2 separate regions of the Mus musculus genome follow, and region 1 is linked to region 2. Evidence: chromatin contacts called from public Hi-C data. All regions are on one chromosome and are shown on one strand. The core of a region is the stretch at or near the end of the contact, and the rest is flanking DNA. Distances in the headings are between cores, read along the strand shown. Region 1 has its middle 15 kb from the start of Sacs. Region 2 overlaps Spata13 (spermatogenesis associated 13).

Region 1 (6,443 bases), core at 306-2,805, 470 kb before region 2:
GTCTGTACATTTTACTATCGATGCGCCTGTGTATGCTATGCTGCGGGTGGGGCTGTGCCACAGTGCGCCTGTGGAGGCCATGGAACAACTTTGTGGAGTGGGCTCTCTCCTTCCACCTTTCCTCCACACTGAACTCGGACTTGAGCAGCAAGCTCCTTTACCCCCTGAGCCGCCTTGGTGGCCCCTTGTGCCTTTTTTAAAATTCATGTTTTTAGTTAGCAGACTAAATCATAGACAATTATAGCAGATCTGAAAAATACATTTCTCAAATGTTAGTGGAGTATCACGATCACCAAAAATCAGTTGGTGTGGCATACAGGGAGCAGAGGATTTGGAGATAGCTGGGTGTGACTGTCTCCAGCATCGGTCCTTTATGCCTGAGGCCCACTGGCTTTAAATCTCTGAGCTGTATTTCTCATGTGGTGAAATGTGATTAAAAAACAAAAAGAAAAACAAAACAAAAACCCCAACTTTCAAAGTCATCTAAAGTTTGTAAAACTCCCAGATCAGCCTGTAGCTGTGTCTCTCCCTCTCCTTGGGAATAGAATGAGATTGATTGATATCCTTGCCCTGTGTTGTGTGAGCTTGCTGGATCCTGCTTGGAGATCCTCGCCATAACTGGCCAGGCTGTGCTTGGTGCCTATGAAGTGAATTCTTCTTTGACCTCTTGTTATTTTATTCTGCATGTCAAGGTCATTACTTATCCCAAGGTCTTCTCTTCAAGCCAGCTGGGGCCATGGAAAGTCAGTGCAGGGCATCCTCGGAGCAGAAGGGCCAGCTCCTTGAAAGACAATTCAAGAATTTAGCTGGATAGAAAACTCATCTCCAATTTTGGAAACCACTCTTGTCCTTTTGATTCTAAATTTAGAACTAGTCTCAACTATGGGACTTGTAACACTGCAAAATACTGGCAAGGCAGGTCCTGAGGAGCTGTGATAGAGCAAGAAAGAGTGCAGACCAAGATGGTCAGCCCCAGGGTGCCTGCCCAGCTGGGGAACCCTGGACAGGGTGTGCATGCTCGTGCACGTGTGTATGCGCTAGTGTGTGCTTTGCTGGGAATGGAATTCAGGCCAGACACGTGCTCTGCTGCAGAGTTGCTCACCAGACCCACCTTAAGCCCTGTAATTCTGTTTCCTCACCTACAAACCAACGATTGCAACAATGCCTACCCTTCCGATGGCAATGAGAATCTAAAAGCAGAGTGCCAGGCTCTCTTGCCATCAGAACCTGCCTGTGCTTAACAATGTGGGGGCACAGTAAAACTACCAAACGGGACCACTCCATGGGTAGAAAGGAAGGTATACTGGGAGGGTCAAATGCAAAGGCTGTCTGGAGGTTAGGGACAAAGAGAAGATGAAATGGCAGGAAAGCAAGCAGGCTTTATAGGACAGTCAGCAGGATAAGGGGTGTTTAGGTTGACCCAGAACTAGGTGACCTTTCCCTAGGTAGTTGACCTTTATGGCGGATCAAGAGAGGTTCCTGGTGTTTTGAGGGAGGCTCCTGGTAAACAGAACTCAGTCTTCAGGCCTCGGTTACCCAATAACAATCTTTCTGTTTGCCTGGCCAAAGTCCTTCTACTTAGGACATTGGCACAAGCGTTGCGATTTTGGGGACAGCTTTGGACCCAACACTCAGGAAAGCAATCTTGTTCAAAAGCAGCCGAAGGTGCCTGGTGAAGAGAGCATGTGTTTGACACATCAGGGTGGGAAGGCGACATCTCACGAGGTTGCCTTGAGTCTAGACTGGTACCAAGATCCAACTTGAACAGAGATTTAAAGCTGTCTTTCAGAAAACCTTCAACAGTCGTATGAAAGCTATGTGTACAGTAACACAAAAGGAGTCACTCTGTAGCCACCTCCTCTCATGCCCTCTGATTCTGGCGGGGAGTAAGTTTGAATACTTCAGCTAGTTTAATGAATGGCCATTTAAATGAGTGTGTGTCGGGAAATCTGGGCACAGGTCATTTTTTTTTTTTCAGATTCCAAAGTTGGGTGCATTCTGCAAGGAACTTTCCAGCATGTGATTAATTACTGAAAAGCCATAGTTTCAGGCACTTACATGGATTATTTTATATCACATGGAGAGCAGTATATCATCTTTTAATTCAGTGTGACGCCCTGCACACAATGCTTTTATATCCTTTAAAATAATTGTACTAAATAGTTGAAAATATTCATATTCTTTGAGTGTGAGCTTTGAATAGATGAAATTATTCATTGCTTTTCTATTTTTCTACATTCATTCATTCATTCATTCATTCATTTAAGAGGTGTACATTTGTGCCACAGTACCCATGGAGAGATAAGAGGACAACTTTTCAATCAGTTCTCTTCACGTGCCCAGTGGCTTCCTGGGATCCAACGCAGGGTATCAGGCTTGGTGTCAAACACCTTAACCCATTGAGCTATCTCATAATGTGAAACCCAGAAATCACAGAAAAAACAAAATGCAAAGTACTTTAACTTGCATTGTCAAACAAGAGTGGATAAAGAGAGGGATAGAAAATTAAATTCGGGGCTGGTGAGATGGCTCAGTAGGTAAGAGCACCCGACTGCTCTTCCGAAGGTCAGGAGTTCAAATCCCAGCAACCACATGGTGGCTTACAACCATCCGTAACGAGATCTGACTCCCTCTTCTGGAGTGTCTGAGGGCAGCTACAGTGTACTTACATATAATAAATAAATAAATCTTAAAAAAAAAAAAAAAAAAAAAAAAAAAAAAGAAACAACTATAAAAAAAAAAAAAAAGAAAATTAAATTCAAACTATAAATAGAAAAGTATATAAAATATGATGAAGTAAAATACAATATAATACAATGCACCAGAAGAGTACGTGTGGAGAACAGTATACTAGAGACACTCTGACTGACGACGTCATGTGCACACGACCTTAAAGTGTAAGAAGCATTCCGAGACAGTATTTGTGACATGTAGTAAATAAATTATTACTTATAAAAATTACAAGTCTATAAGAATAAAATAGTAGTAGAAAGAGAGACAGAAGGACCTGGAGAGATGACTCAGCAGTTAAGAGCACTGACTGCTTTTCCAGAGGTCCTGAGTTCAACTCCCAGCAACCACATGGTAGCTCACAACCATCTGTAATGAGATCTGATGCCCTCTTCTGGTGTGTCTGAAGACAGCTACAGTGTACTCATATAAATAAAAATTAATATTAATTCAAAAATTTTAAAAAGGCTGAAAATCTTAACAGTGGGAAGAGAAATAAATGGCCAGTAATTAGGTAAAATTGAGTCTTAAACTGTTATTATCAAAATTTAGAGCAGAATCAACCAACAAGATCCTATGTTCACCTAAGAGAACTTCTTCGACATCTACGCAAGACTTCACTGGAGTCTGTCCACAGCCTCATGACTTTCCTGTGGAGCAGAATTTAAGATACCAACTCCTAGACAGACACTATGGGCTAAAATGTACCCCACTCAACAGAAATAGCTGGTATCTTAGTGCTGTCTTGTCATGCTTCTCCTACTTCTTCCTTGTAGGTGTCCGAACCTCCGCTCTTGCTTGAGGGTCTCTTAACATCCTCATCCCTTAAGTCAAGCCCAAGCCAGAGCTTGTCAAATACATGAGAGATGCAAGTGCATAACATGGCCAAGAACATGACCGCCCTGTCAGCTGAGCATGCGTGCTGGGACCCTGGGTTGCCAATGTGTACTGCATGGGAATAGGGGCTCCACCCGTACAAAGGATGTGGCCTCTCCACAGACCATGCCTGCCTCTCCCAGATTGTACATCCAAGAGGTGCCCCATGTCTGATCCCCACCTGTTACCCTTGAGTCAAGTATGGAAAAAAAAATGACTGAATTGTCTGTGTGGTAGTGGCATGTTGGTAGCACCTGGCTGAAAATTCCCAGTCTCCCAGGCCCAGTTAACCGACTGTGCAAAATGGCCTCGCTTCATGGCCGCTGTGCTGACTCCTGAAGTCAGAGAAGTGTGACAAGACACCAGCTATTTCTGTTGAGTGGGATACATTTGAGCCCATAGTGTCTGTCCAGGCGCTGGGATCTTGAATTCTGCTCCACAGGAAAGTCACAAGGCTGTGGGTGGATCCCAGTGAAGTCTTGGGTGGATGTCAAAGAAGTTCCCAGTGAGAGACTTCTCTGGTGGTGCTCACTGAAGTGGCAGGGGTGGTGTGGCCAAAGGTGGGTATGGATATACCTCGAAATACATGTCTTGCATGCAGGCTTACCAGCCGTATTAGGGCAGAGGATGTAGGCTGGCTGTATGCTCAGTGTCCCGATTGATGGTTGATGAGACATTGCCTTCCCTGGAAGACTCATTCATCAAGTCACAATGTAGCACCAGGTTCTCATTTGATGCCGAGAACAGGCTTGCTGAGCTCTTGAACTTCCTAGCCTTCAGACACAGAATCAGATAAGCCCTGATTACCAAGTCTCAGGGATGTTCTTATAGCAACAGAAAGCAGACCTTATAAGACATCATCTGGTCTGTACAATGATAGATCAAAAACAAAGACTCATGCAAACTCCTGGAAAGAAAAGGGGGGAGCAGCACCAGCACCGGGTCACCTTGGATGTGGAGTCAGCAGACATCCCCAAGGTCCCCTAGAGGACTCTCCCCATGATCTTTGGACTGCCAGTGAGTGGAACACAACTTCTGTTCCAATCCAATCACGCAGGACCTGAGACAGCATCACGGAAACAGAAAAGCTGGCCTGACCAGTGTCACAAATCCTTTCCAGTCGGCACCAGCACCGGGTCACCTTGGGAGCAGAGTCGGCAGACACCCCCAAGGTCCCTAGAGAACAGCTTCTGAGGCAGACCCCGTTTTGGGCTCCAGACATCCGGGTACCTTCCCTGCCAGAGGAGAGGTGTCCGCCCCACCCAGGAGGACTTTGCCTGAGCACCTGGGGGCACCATCTTGGTTCCCAAATCCCTCTGAGACTAGTCTGCGCAGGTGAGAGTGTGGACTACAGAAGCTAACAGCTTCTGGGACAGGCTGAAGTGACACAGCTTCTGAGACAGGCCCTGTTTTGGGCCTTCATCTTCTGCCAGGAGGCAGGTCCGAACGCCAGATATCTGTGCACCTTCCCTGTAAGAAGAGAGCTTGCCAGCAGAGTGCTCTGACCACTGAAACTCAGAGGAGAGAACTAGTCTCCCAGGTCTGCTGATAGAGGCTAACAGAATCACGAGAGGAACAAGCTCTAACCAGAGACAACTATAACAACTAACTCCAGAGATTACCAGACGGCAAAAGGCAAATGCAAGAATCTTAGTAACAGAAACCAAGACCACTCACCATCATCAGAACGCAGCACTCCCAACTTACCCAGTCCTGGGCACCCCAACACACCCAAAAAGCTAGACCCAGATTTAAAAGCATATCTCATGATGATGGTAGAGGACATCAAGAAGGACTTTAATAATTCACTTAAAGAAATACAGGAGAGCACTGCTAAAGAGTTACAAATCCTTAAAGAAAAACAGGAAAACACAACCAAACAGGTAGAAGTCCTTAAAGAAAAACAGGAAAACACATCCAAACAGGTGATGGAAATGAACAAAACTATACTAGACCTAAAAAGGGAAGTAGACACAATAAAGAAAACCCAAAGTGAGGCAACGCTGGAGATAGAAGCCCTAGGAAAGAAATCTGGAACCATAGATGTGAGCATCAGCAACAGAATACAAGAGATGGAAGAGAGAATCTCAGGTACAGAAGATTCCATAGAGAACATCAGCACAACAATCAAAGAAAATGCAAAATGCAAAAAGATCCTAACTCAAAACATCCAGGAAATCCAGGACACAATGAGAAGACCAAACCTACAGATAATAGGAGTAGATGAGAATGAAGATTTTCAACTTAAAGGGCCAGCAAATATCTTCAACAAAATTATAGAAGAAAACTTCCCAAACTTAAAGAGATGCCCGTGAACATACAAGAAGCCTACAGAACTCCAAATAAACTGAACCAGAAAAGAAATTCCTCCTGACACATAATAATCAAAACAACAAATGCACTAAATAAAGACAGAATATTAAAAGCAGTAAGGGAAAAGGGTCAAGTAACATATAAAGGCAGTCCTATCAGAATTACACCAGACTTTTCACCAAATACTATGAAAGCCAGAAGATCCTGGACAGATGTTATACAGACACTAAGAGAACACAAATGCCAGCCCAGGCTACTATACCCAGCCAAGCTTTCAATTACCATAGATGGAGAAACCAAAGTACTCCACAACAAAACCAAATTCACACATTATCTTTCCACGAATCCAGCCCTTCAAAGGATAATAACAGAAAAAAAAAAACAATACAAGGACGGAAACCATGTCCTAGAAAAAGCAAGAAAGTAATCCCTCGACAAACCAAAAAGAAGACAGCCACAAGAACAGAATGCCAACTTTAACAACAAAAATAATAGGAAGCAACAATTACTTTTCCTTAATATCT
Region 2 (5,953 bases), core at 1,404-3,903:
CCAGCCTAGATGTCCCTGTGAGAACACATTAAGATGTGAGTATCAGTAAGTAGACTCTGAGAATTGGTTATCTATCCTTCATGGTGTGGTGGGCCTCATCCAATCAGAGAGAGGACTGAAGAGGAACCACGGGCGTCTTCAGCACAGGGAATCCAGCCTGGGACTACTTGTCCTGGCTAGTTTTATGTCAACTTGATATAAGCTAAAGCCATGTCAGAAGAGAGACCCTTATTTATGAAAATGTCTGTAAGATCCAGCTGTAGGAGGCCTTTTCTTTATTGATGGAGGAGGGCCCAAGCCACTGTGGGTGGAGCTATCCCTCGGCTGGTGGCCCTGCTTCCAAAAGAAAGCAGGCTGAGCAAGCCTTGGGGAGCAAGCCCATCCCTCCATAATCTCTGCATCAGCTCCTGCCTCCCGGTTCCTGCCTTGTTTGAGTTCCTGTCCTGACTTCCTTCATTGATGAACAGAGATATGGAAGTGTAAGCCAAAGAAACCCCTTCCTCACCAACTCGTTTTTAGTTACGGTGGTCTACTGCAGCCATAGAAACCCTAAGATATTATCACTGGTGTCCAGACTCAGACATCAGTTCCAGCCAGGAACCCCAGTCTACTGATCCACCCTGCTGGCTCTAGGCTTGTGGGGGTCCTAATCACAAGGTTACTTTTCAAAGCTGAGCAGCATTTCTTTCTCTCTCTGTCTCTGCCTTCCCCCACCCCCGTCTCTGTCTCTTGACATCCCCCCCCCCCACTACCACACACCTTGCTGAATTTTGTTTTTAGTATAGAATAGAGTTTTTATTCAGGACATGGGGAGGGGAGTCAAGAGGGTAGTAGAGGCAGAGAAAGAGGGGGGAGGAAGAGAAGAGAGAGCGAGCGAGCACATGGCAGGGGAAGGGGATGGGGAGAGAGTGGGAGCAGGAAGGCAAGAGCAAGAACAAGAGAGAGGGGAGGGGGCAAGCAGTCCCTAAAAGAAACTTTTTGAGCACAGATCTGCATCACACTATAGTTTAGATAGTTGCTTCCTCATACAGTTTGTATAAGTGCTCCCCATTTGTTGGAAACTTGATCCCAGAGTAAGGGGACTGGAAGTGTTGGGGTGTGGAGGAGGCTAATGCAAGTTCTAAGGCCATTAGGAAGTGCGCCCTTAGGAGGGCTTAAGGCAGCGATTCTCAACCTTCCTTGCGCCGAGACCCTCATGTTGGCGTGACCCCCGACCAGAAAAATATTTTTGTTGCTACTTCATAACTATAACTTTGCTATTATTATGAAATGTAATGTAATTATCTGATATGCAGGATAGCTGATATTCCAGCCCTGTGAGTGGGTCATTTGACCCCAGAGGAGATTCCACCAACTGGGTGAGAACTACTGGCTTAAGCTACCCTTTACCAGAGCCTGACCAGTTCTCTTGACAGAGATGTTACAAAAGTCTGGGCCTGGCCCCACCCAGTCTCCCTGGCTTCCCTCACTGCAATCCACTGATGAGGTGAATCAGCCCATGACTCCTCACCAGAGGCCCTATGCTGTCTGGACCTCCAGCCTCCCAAACTGTCAGCTAACTAAATTCCTTTTTCTTTGCAAGTAGTCTGCCTCAGTCGTTTTTATTGGGATAATGGAGAAGCTAATACACAGCTCGGGTAAGGATTCTGCATCACAGACTTGCATCATAGGCCAAATTATTAAAATGCTTATATGGCATTTCCTTGGGGCCAAATGTTGTATCTTTCAAATATAACTGAACTGTGTTCTGACTTGAGTTCCCTCTCCACAGCCTATCTCATGTTTATGAAAATATTCCAACACTTTAAAAATCCCAGATAAGGATACACACTATCTGCCCACACGCATACAACCTACAGACTAGTTTTGGTGGGGAACTCTGACTAATACATGGGTCATGAAAGAGAACTCTTACTTATGCATATATATTCTAAGTTAAATCAAAGCAGTTGGATACCTTCAATAAATGTATCCTTTGATTTCTAAAATACCATGCCTGTTATATTAAAATCAGTGATTTGCTTAAGGTTACTGAAATGAGACCTTGTTAAAAGACATTAATAATCATGATGTCAAAAAACTTATACCAGGCTACTAATGGATTTTGAGTTAAAGGAGCAATTACTTCCAGGGGTAATACAAAAGTCATAACTTCATTCAGCTCTTTCAAGCCTCAATCCCTAATTTTCAGCAAAAGCTTATTTCTTAGTGAATGGATCTCCAGATAGCTTTAGAAAAAAAAAATTACAGCCTTGAGCCAGCAGAATCTAAATTACCGGCCCTTAAGAATCATGCTCACAGCAGTATTTTGCTAATAAATAAAATCCTTCGTGAAGAAAACCTTCCATACAGCCAGCAATAAACGTCCCTGGGTGTCTTTCCTGCGCAGGAACAAAGCATTTACTGCAAGGCCTTTGGTGGCAAAAGTGTCATCTGCTCAGCTCCACAAGGGTTTCAGGGTTGCGCGTCAGAGTTATTAGGAAAAGGCTTCTCCGAAAACCCACGAGGTGGAGGGATCCCAAACTGGCAATAAACACACTTCTGAAGCAGGTCCCCCGGAGAAGCACAACAGAAACCGCAGGCTTATCTGGGTCCTGCTCTGGATGACTTCAGCGACCTTCACAGATGACCATGGCATCTGCTCGGGCACCGAAATAGCCAAGCAGGGGTGGTCTTCTAGGTCGGCCAGTGGACTCTAGACTCAGAACAATACTCACTCCAGATCCATTCTCCTATCTGACTTCCCTGAACATAACTAATGAACAATATTATTTAAAAGCAACAAACTGGGACTAAAGGCGGGCAATGGTGGCACACACCTTTAACTCCAGGACTCTGGAGGCAGAAGAAAAGGAAGACGGATCGCTGAATTTGAAGCCAGCCTGATCTACAGAGTGAGATCCAGGACAGCCAGGGCTACACAGAGAAAATTCCTGTCTTGAACATTTCAACAAAACAAAACAAGCCAGCAACAAGCTGGGACCATTCTACACTTTAGGTTCTTCATGATGCCGACTACAGTAGGTATGGCTTCATTTGTGGGCCAATCGCTAGGCTGGGGAGTCCAGACCATGAAATTAACAGGGATTTGAACTTTGTCCTGCTCTGAACACAAAATCCACCAGTATGTTTTGGAAGTCTGTGCTGCTGCCTGGCATTAAGTTAATATATAACAACATCCACACATCAGAGAGAGAGAGGGGAAACCAACAGTTTAAACATACACTCTAGGGAAACCAAAACTGGCATTAACTGCCAAAAAAACAAATCAACAAAACCCATCGACAATCCTGGTGTTCAGGAGACTCCATCTGTGCCGTCCACGCTTCCCACGCATGTGCAGTTGTTTGCTGGCAATGAGATGGTCCTGTGCCAACAGTTTGGTCCAAACTCCACCCACTCAGCGAAGCTTAGGCCCAGAGTTGCAGGGACACAGCAAAGGGATCTGGCTGTGTTGGAAGAGTATCTCGAGTGGTTCCCAGAGAACACTCCACATGGCTTTAACGAGGAGTTCACAAAATAACTCACTCTCGGTCAGCACTGAGGCCGCCACACCCCTCCGCCACACCACTCTGACTACACGCTTACTCCCCCATTAGCCCTCACAACAGCCAAAGGCTTTTCTGGGTGCCCTTGAACCCTCTGCTTGCTTCCATTTCCCTGGGAATAACAATGTCAGATCGGATTACTGCATGTGTTTAAGAGCTAAAACAACGCCGCCGCCGCCACCACCACCACCATGTCTCAGGACACTTCTGGGCGTTATTCTTGAAAATAGTAAATCAGCATTAGAATGAATACCTTCCGTATTTCTGGCACCAGCGTAAATGAGTCCACCTCTGGGTCTTCCTCTCATAGCCCGGATGCACCAACGAGGCAGGCTGCTACTTCAGCACAGAAGATTATGAGGTAGTTAAAAAAAAAAAAGCCTTAGTTGTGCCTCCTTGAAAACTGTTTAGCAAGAGTTCCAACATTAGGACACTGCTCTTTTGTGTGTCAACTTTAAGGAGCCATGAGGCTCTCGACTGCAGCTACTAGCTCTGCTACCTGATCCTGGTGGACTGAGAGGGCAGTTTCCACGGGGAAATCACGGAAAGTGCCAACTGTCCAGAACAATCTTGTTCTCAGAACATTTGATGTGTCTGTGACTGAAAAAGAATCCATGTTCAACTGATAAGATTCTGTACTCCAAAAAACAGGGCCCTCCTACAGAGCATCTAAATATGCAAATGGAGCAAAAACAGGTGAAAAGATTACACTTAGGAAGGTGTAGAGCCCTGGCAATCTTAACAATCACAGCACCAGAAACAGCGTGCCTGTGTTAGCTCCACAGCAGAATCTCTCCAGCTTTCCCAGCGGGCTACCCAAGCTCCCTGTGACTAGATAGATGTCTACTACAGATGACGAGATGTGACGAGCATGTACCTGTGACTAGATGTCTGCTACAGATGCTTCATACACTCTGAACCCAAATGCAGCAAAAATAAATAAATAAAATAAATAAATAAATAAATAAATAAATAAATAAAAAGTACTAGAGACCTGTGTGCCGCTCATCTAGTGTGGGCACCACTGCCCCTGTGTCCCTGCAAGAGTGACCCTGGCTCACGGGTCTGGTTTAATGGAGCGGCTCTGTTTACCCGTCCTGAGTAATGAAGTGGAGCAACACGGCGAGTTTTCCCAAAACCGATACCATCTGCACAGCTCCAAGTTTTAACCCTAGCAGAGCCACTGGGAATGGCACAGGAACGAGCAGGCGTACATCCAGATCTCAGCCTGGAGACCCACTCTTCCTGAGTATCAATGGAGGCTCCTGGGAAAGCGCTCTTCCCGTGTTCATAGTCTCGGGCTAGTTCTACACTGATCTCACATAGGTGGGCTGCCTTCCAAGCGAAGGAAAAACAGGAATTTTCTTACAAACAATTTGCCAACAGAACATTTCACTCTGGGCTGGGAAAGTTCGGTGCCAGAGCCCATCCTGGTATCCCGAAGCCCTAAGTTCAATTCTAAGCCCTATAAAAGCTAAACAGAACACCACCCCCCAGGAAGACCTTTTATTCTTTTTTTTTTAATTATTACTGTATTTTTTTTTAACTTATTCCTGTATGCACACTTGTATGTCTGTGCCACAGGGGCACATGTGGCCGTCAGATGTCAACCTGCAGGAGTATATGGGTTCTGAGGATCAAACTCCGGTTGTCACACTGGATGGCAAGTGCCATTACCTACTGAGCCACCTTACTGGCTCTTGTTCCAACATTTCTTACATATCAAATACTGTTTGCCGCCCTGGGGATGGGAAAGATGAAGGACACACCCACTGCTCCTCCTTATCAGCCCTGCCAGGCCGTGTGCTGTGTTGAAGGCCTGTCACCTGAGTCTCTCTGGGTTCTCAGAAGGATGCTAAGAGGCTTGGACTTATCTCCAGGAGACAGATGAGGAGGGGGGCAGATAGTGTCCCGCAGCTGAGCGTGAGAACCTGTGTACACTGCAGTTCCAGAGGACTGTTTCAGACTCTTAATTCCTATTGGCCAAGGGAAAACCATGGTTTTAACAACAGCTTCCAAAGATATCCACAGAATTTAAAAGGAGGAAGGATGTTCCTTTGCAAAAAAAACAAAAAAACAAAAAACAAAAACAAAAACCAAAAAAACAAAAAACCCGAATAAGGGGAGCTTTCGGCTACTCATCCATAAGCAAAACCTAAAAATTCACTGAAATAGTCACTTATTGGTTCAAATTAACACCAGAACATGGTAGATAATAAACAGATTAACAGGGTGTGGCTAATATTAGATTCACTGAGGAGTTGAAGATATCCCTATAAGTCATCATTTACAAAGTGTCTGCTAGTACAAGGTATTGTACCAAATAATCTATACTTTTATTCCTTGGCTTAAACTAACCCTATATTATATGGGGGGGGGACGACAAAAAGGCCTCAGAACAGAGC

The links. Hi-C and Micro-C count contacts between places; a contact is called where the count stands out from the background.
Region 1: a contact with region 2 is called in a Hi-C map of liver, with 2.6 times the contacts expected there. The contact joins two enhancer-like sites. A contact is called at or near these places in 1 of 39 promoter capture datasets (pre-B cells), 1 of 484 Hi-C or Micro-C datasets (liver), 1 of 115 datasets of contacts at active chromatin or transcription factors (epiblast stem cells) and 1 of 9 other capture datasets (embryonic stem cells).

What each region holds. Positions count from the first base shown.
Region 1 is chr14:61,120,008-61,126,450 of GRCm38.p6, reverse strand. No RefSeq gene overlaps it. Among named protein-coding and RNA genes, the nearest start is that of Sacs, 15 kb to the left of the region's middle. Within about 2 kb of position 1,555, at least 4 of the 459 cell types and tissues checked have an H3K27ac peak or open chromatin away from gene starts, as enhancers often do. A contact at or near this core is called in liver, where this site is marked.
Region 2 is chr14:60,653,596-60,659,548 of GRCm38.p6, reverse strand. All of the region lies in intron 1 of Spata13 (spermatogenesis associated 13), which reads right to left. Among named protein-coding and RNA genes, the nearest start is that of Spata13, 22 kb to the right of the region's middle. Within about 2 kb of position 2,653, at least 71 of the 459 cell types and tissues checked have an H3K27ac peak or open chromatin away from gene starts, as enhancers often do. A contact at or near this core is called in liver, where this site is marked.